Linked DNA regions of Gossypium hirsutum: region 1 is linked to region 2. The links are chromatin contacts, called in public Hi-C maps. All regions are on one chromosome and are shown on one strand. The core of a region is the stretch at or near the end of the contact, and the rest is flanking DNA. Distances in the headings are between cores, read along the strand shown. Region 1 holds the start of LOC107891937. Region 2 holds the start of LOC107891932 (sugar transport protein 8).

Evidence for each region. Hi-C and Micro-C count contacts between places; a contact is called where the count stands out from the background.
Region 1: a contact with region 2 is called in a Hi-C map of petal, with 1.9 times the contacts expected there. The contact joins the promoter of LOC107891937 here to the promoter of LOC107891932 in region 2. A contact is called at or near these places in 3 of 34 Hi-C or Micro-C datasets (hypocotyl, leaf and petal).

What each region holds. Positions count from the first base shown.
Region 1 is chrD09:29,409,623-29,412,508 of Gossypium_hirsutum_v2.1, forward strand. LOC107891937 reads left to right here and starts at 1,478. Exons shown (of 3, transcript XM_016816860.2): 1 at 1,478-2,429. The coding sequence starts at 1,612.
Region 2 is chrD09:29,154,039-29,156,872 of Gossypium_hirsutum_v2.1, forward strand. LOC107891932 (sugar transport protein 8) reads left to right here and starts at 1,513. Exons shown (of 5, transcript XM_041101851.1): 1 at 1,513-2,439. The coding sequence starts at 2,380.

The DNA.
Region 1 (2,886 bases), core at 228-2,727, 260 kb after region 2:
TTGTTTTGATTATATGATCTTGAGTCTTTCATACTAAGCTAAAAGTAAAGAAAAATTCTTACAATTAATTAAATTAATTAAATTTATCTTCCATGCCAAATAAAACCTAGAATTTTTTCATCACTTCTTTACCCAAACGAAAAATAAGCAATTAATTTATTTATTTGCAATGATTTTTCTTTTCTTTTAAGTTAATATGGAAGATAAATTTATATAATAAAAAGAAATTTAAGTTTTGCAGAAAATTATTAAATATGAGTTATTGAGTTGATTTTATTAATAATAATAATATGGAGACATAAAATAAAATTTTAAAATTTAGAAGGAGATTAATTTAATTAATTTCAATATTACAGTAACAAATCGGTTAACATTACCAATGGATAATTTTTTTCAACATTTCATTTAATTGATTTTGATGTTTTGAAATTTAAAATTTCAATGTTAAAAAAAAAAGATATTTAGAACTTTCGGCAAGGGGACAAACAAGTACAATTTGACAATTTTTAAAACATTATTTTAATTTCTACCAATTTTTCACTTTAATCTTTAATGTTTTTTTACCCAATCAATATTAAAAAAGGGATGTTTTTGGGTGATCAAAATGAAAGTGTGAACATGATGTGGAATATACAACTTAAGTGGCATTAGAAATCTAACGGTTGAGTGACTAAAACGAAAACGCCCTAAAAAGTTAAGTGACAAAATTGCAAGGGTTTCATTTTGGATGACTAAAATGACAACGCCTTAAAAGTTGGGTGACCAACTAGAAAATTTACCCTATATATATGTATGATTTATATGATACTATATTCAATTATTATTAAATAATGAGGGTTAAGTAATTAAGTTACTTGAGATTGTTATGTAATATTTAATTTGTTTGGAATTCTTGTGTTTAAGTTGTTTTGTATATTTGAATTGTTGTAAAATTGTCATGTTTAATATGTTTGGATTGTTATTTAACTATTTTTGTTAATTTACATTTATTTAGTGTTAATTATGAATAAATGTTATTTAAAATTAATTTTTGTTTGAATTTATATTATTTTGTGGATTCATATTTGGATTTTTATCTTACATATGATTGAAAATGTTAAATTTAGTTTTTTTACGATGATGATATTTAATTCGGATTCAAATTTAGATAATAATACTCAAATAATTTACGGATTTAAATTCGAGTAATCCAAAAAGTAAGTTAATCGATCTGGTGTGGCTACTAATCCTTGTTTAAGAACCTCTTTAGCTAAGTAAATGCTCCACCAAATGTAAGTTGCATTTGATCCAATTCTCAGTAGTAAGAAGTTTGTGTTAGTAAGTAATTTGCTTTCAAAACTTTATAGAAGAAAGAACTCAAATTATGGATTAAACGCCATCCTTGTTTACATAAACATGACCACATTGATGTCATTAGGTGAAAAAATTATTTGACAAGCACTGAATTAAATCTTAAACTTTGACAAATTATAGGGGTTGAGGGCAAAATTTGAACTTTTTTTTTTTGAAAATCTAAATAATTTACGGGTGAACTTTACAGCGAATAAAAGCTCCATCTTCCTGTGTTTCCCCTAAATGCATCCAAAAGCCTTAAAATCCAACTAAATTCCAATGATGGCGGGACCGAATCCGCCAAAACAACCGTCATCCTCCTCCAACAACCACCGCAAATCCCGCTGGGAATCTTCCTCTTCCAACGCCAATAAAAACCCCTCCTCCACAACCGCCGACCACAAGTCCTACACCAAGCCCAGCCCATGCACCAGGACTGGCCCACCTCCAAGCTCCGCTGCTCATAACAAGTCACAATCCGACCCCAATCAAGCTCATCCCCCCTTCCCCTTCCCCGATCCTGCCGCCCTTGGCCCTCCGCCTCCACCGGCGTATGGATTCCACATGCTGGAGCGTCGGACAATCGTCCTTTACGACGGTAGCGTCCGCTCCTACTTTGCTCTCCCGCCCGATTACCAGGACTTTCCGACTCGACCCATACTCGGACCTCGTGACTTCGGTAGCCCATCAATGGGCTTCCGCGATAATCGCGATTATTGGAATTCGCCGAGTGACGGGCCTGGCCCGTTAAAGAGAAAGTACGGCGATGAAGGCAAAGACCTAAGAGAGGAGAAGAAGGAAAAGATCTACACTTTGGGGCCAGGCGGGTCAGACCGCCTAACTGGAATGAGTAGCCCGCTTGGAAATGAGGAAACTAGGGCAGCCAAGTATATGAGAGTTGGTGGGGGATTTCAAAATAATAATGCGGGGTTTAATCATAAGCATTTGGAGGTTGATCAAAGTGCTCTAAAGAAGGCGTTTTTGCACTTTGTGAAGGCAGTTTTTGAGAATACGGGGCAGAAAAAGAATTACTTCGAGGATGGTAAACAAGGGCGGCTTCAATGCTTGGCTTGTGGCAAGTCTAATGCCAAATTTAGGTTTGATTCTGAATTGGAATTAACTTCTTGAATGCTATTTTTCATTGTTTGAGTTCCATATTATGATTTGAAATCAAAAAATAATGCTTTACTGCTTAGATGCTTCAGTTCTTTCTTAATTTGCTGTGTTGCAACTACTTAGATTAGATTGCTTGTTATGTGGCTGTTAACATTTTAATATATTAAGCTAGAGTGCTGTATTTGATAGGTGATATTGACTTAAGGATGCAAATATCTTGGAGCTTGAATTTAGTTGACTTGTGTTGCATTTACTGCACATAGCACTGAAATCGTTTTCAGTGCAGGTGTTTGATGTTTTTACCTATTTCTTTCTAGAATAATATTTGTCAAGTGTTATTCTTTTGGATAATGTCTGGGTTTTAATACAATGTTTCCTTTTCTTCGTCTGATAGGTGTTTTATAGCATAAACTATTACTAATAAGGATTAGCGGGTGA
Region 2 (2,834 bases), core at 263-2,762:
TAATTTTCCCTTCTCTTCGATTTTCCACTCGTTCTTTATCTAAATTAATAATTTCATTCAACTCATTAATTTAGATAGTAAAAAAATTTACTTTATGCAATTTAGTTATTTTGGACACTTTTACAAAATTACCATCAAATTTTCATTTTTATTCAATTTAGTCCATATGTCTTAATCATGCAAATAAACAAGTTTTATTGATATTTCATACCAGCCGAATGTTAATAGCATCCATTACAGCCTACATTTGTAACAATTTCACACCAAGTCATTCTATTTTTACTATTTCAACAATTTAATGCGTAATCGATAAATTCATCAAAAATCACTTAACAAAATTCTTATAAATAACAACTAATACTTCAAACTCATCATTTAACAATCACAAAGATTCATCAATGGTAGAATTCAAAATCTTTAACAGTTTCAAAAACGAAGGCATGGGCTAGTTGGACCTAGTTGCAACGATCTCAATAACATAAAAATTATTAGAAATGAGACCAAAATGACATACCATGCTACCATTTGAACTTCTCGAACCTCAAAGCTTAAAAATGGCTTCTTCCCCCTTAACCATTCGGTGATGAAGACTTTGAGAAGATGATAAAAGCTTTTGGTTTTATTCAATTAAAGTTTAATTATGAAATTACAAATTTGTCCATTTAAAAATCAACCAAATTTCGAGCATTTAATTACCCAAAACTGTCCACCTAAAATTCAATTGGTATAATTGCCAACTAAGTCCGACAATTCACCTTTTCATACCTATTAGACACATTTAATTAATAGAATTCAACATTTGCATTTTTTACAATTTAACCCTTTTCAATTAATTAACTATCTAAACATTAAAATTTCTTAACGAAACTTTAATACAACCTTAATAACACTCCATAAATATTTATAAAAATATTTACGGCTCAGTTTATAGAAATGAGGTCCCGATACCTCATTTCCTAAAACCACTTAACTTTAGGGTATTACCACTTAACCTAATTGTTCCTTCGAATAACATAAATTGTCAGTTCAAAATTTATTTTAATACCATAATTGACTCGTAAATATTAAATAGTAATATTTACGAACTTACTCGTTGGATTTGTGGCCCGAAACTACTATTTCTGACACTACTAAAGAATAGGTTGTTACACTAAGATTTCAAGGTTAAAGAGGTCACATAAACAATTGTTTGAGATAAGCTACATATCATGGGTTATTTCCAAAAAAATATAGGTCGTACAACTCAAGATTGATTTGCAAAGAATTTAATTAATAAGGTAGGCTTGAAAGCTCAATCGGTCCAAAGAAAATGTGCCTAAGTCATTTTTAGACCTGCTTTGTTATCTAAGATTTCACCTCAAGAAAAATACCAAACAAATTCTAGAGACTAAGTCCTCATGCATGTTTAATTTACAGGGAATATAGAACAATTATGGTGAATCTACACTCTAATAAAATCAACATTCATCTCATAATTTATTTAACATAAAAAACTACTTGAAATAAAAAAAAGATTGATGTTGAATGTCTTTTCCAGTTCTCTGCCCCCTGCACAAATTCATCTTCTAAAAAAATTGAGGCAAATGAAAATATTTAAGGCACGGTCCCCCTGAAACTTAAGCGGAACAACATCCTCATTGTTGAAAACATCTATCAGATTAAAATAAAAAAATACTTGAAAAATAATTACAGCTAGAAATTTATTTTCCAAAATTAAATCAGGAGAAGACCCTCTCATTTATTTATTGACCTATCATTGTCTTGTGTCTGTCATTAGGAGAAGACCGGCTACCACCTAGAAATTTCCACCCTCGTTTCTCAATAATTTCCTGGATGAGTGTTGGTACGTCATACTCACTATCCAGTTGAAAACCCTTTTCTAGAAATAGGGGTTTCTTCTTAAATATTCTGATGTATTTGGCCCTTATTCTTGGGGTTCGAAACCAAGGTTGAAACTCTTCCTCTTGAATCTCTGATTTCTTCCTTTTTTTTACTCATCTTCAAAAATAATCAAGAAAAAACCCACTTAGTAGAAAAAATTAAATCACACAATTACCTTAAGATGGGTTAGGGGCGGTAAATAGGGTTTGTTGATTGTTGAGGGGTCAACAACAATCGCTAAGAAACTACCGAAAAATTTTGCTGCTACCATCGTCTAATGGCACTCACGGTTCGACAAGGCTCGATTATTGTCGATGGCATCTGATTGCTGGCGATGGTGATCGATAGGGCTCGATGGTGGCTAATGACTACCGCAAGTGTCTGATGGTGGCCTGATCGATAGAGGCCGAAGGTGCGTGAGGACTGCCACAAATGGCCGATGGTCTGCTGTTGGAGGGTGCATGAGCGCACGGGTCTACAGGGCTAGGGGGTCGGTTGATGTTGTTTCGACCGCACCAAGCTGGTGCTGGCAGCGGTGGTGATGACAACGACGATGAGGTGGGTGGCGGCTAAAAAAAATAAAAGTATAAAAGATAAATAGGGAAGGAAAAATAATAAATAAAAATAACCCTAATTTCACTTAAGTTAAAAGATTAACTTAATTTTAATTAGTACTTCTATTTACATTATTTTTTCTTTTTACCCATTTATTTATTTACAAAACTTATCTAAGAAAGAAAATGTAATTAAAATCAAAATAAAAACAAAAAGATAAAAAATAAAAGAAAAATAAACTTAAACATAAAGAGAAAGATAAAATTTATTTATTTAGAAAAGTAATAGTTTTCCGATAGAAAAAATTTCATGGATTGGTTAAAATGAGTGAAATGTTTTCTTGCTCGATTTTACCAGTCCAGTAATGTTTCAGTCGTTGACCATTAACTTTAAACGTT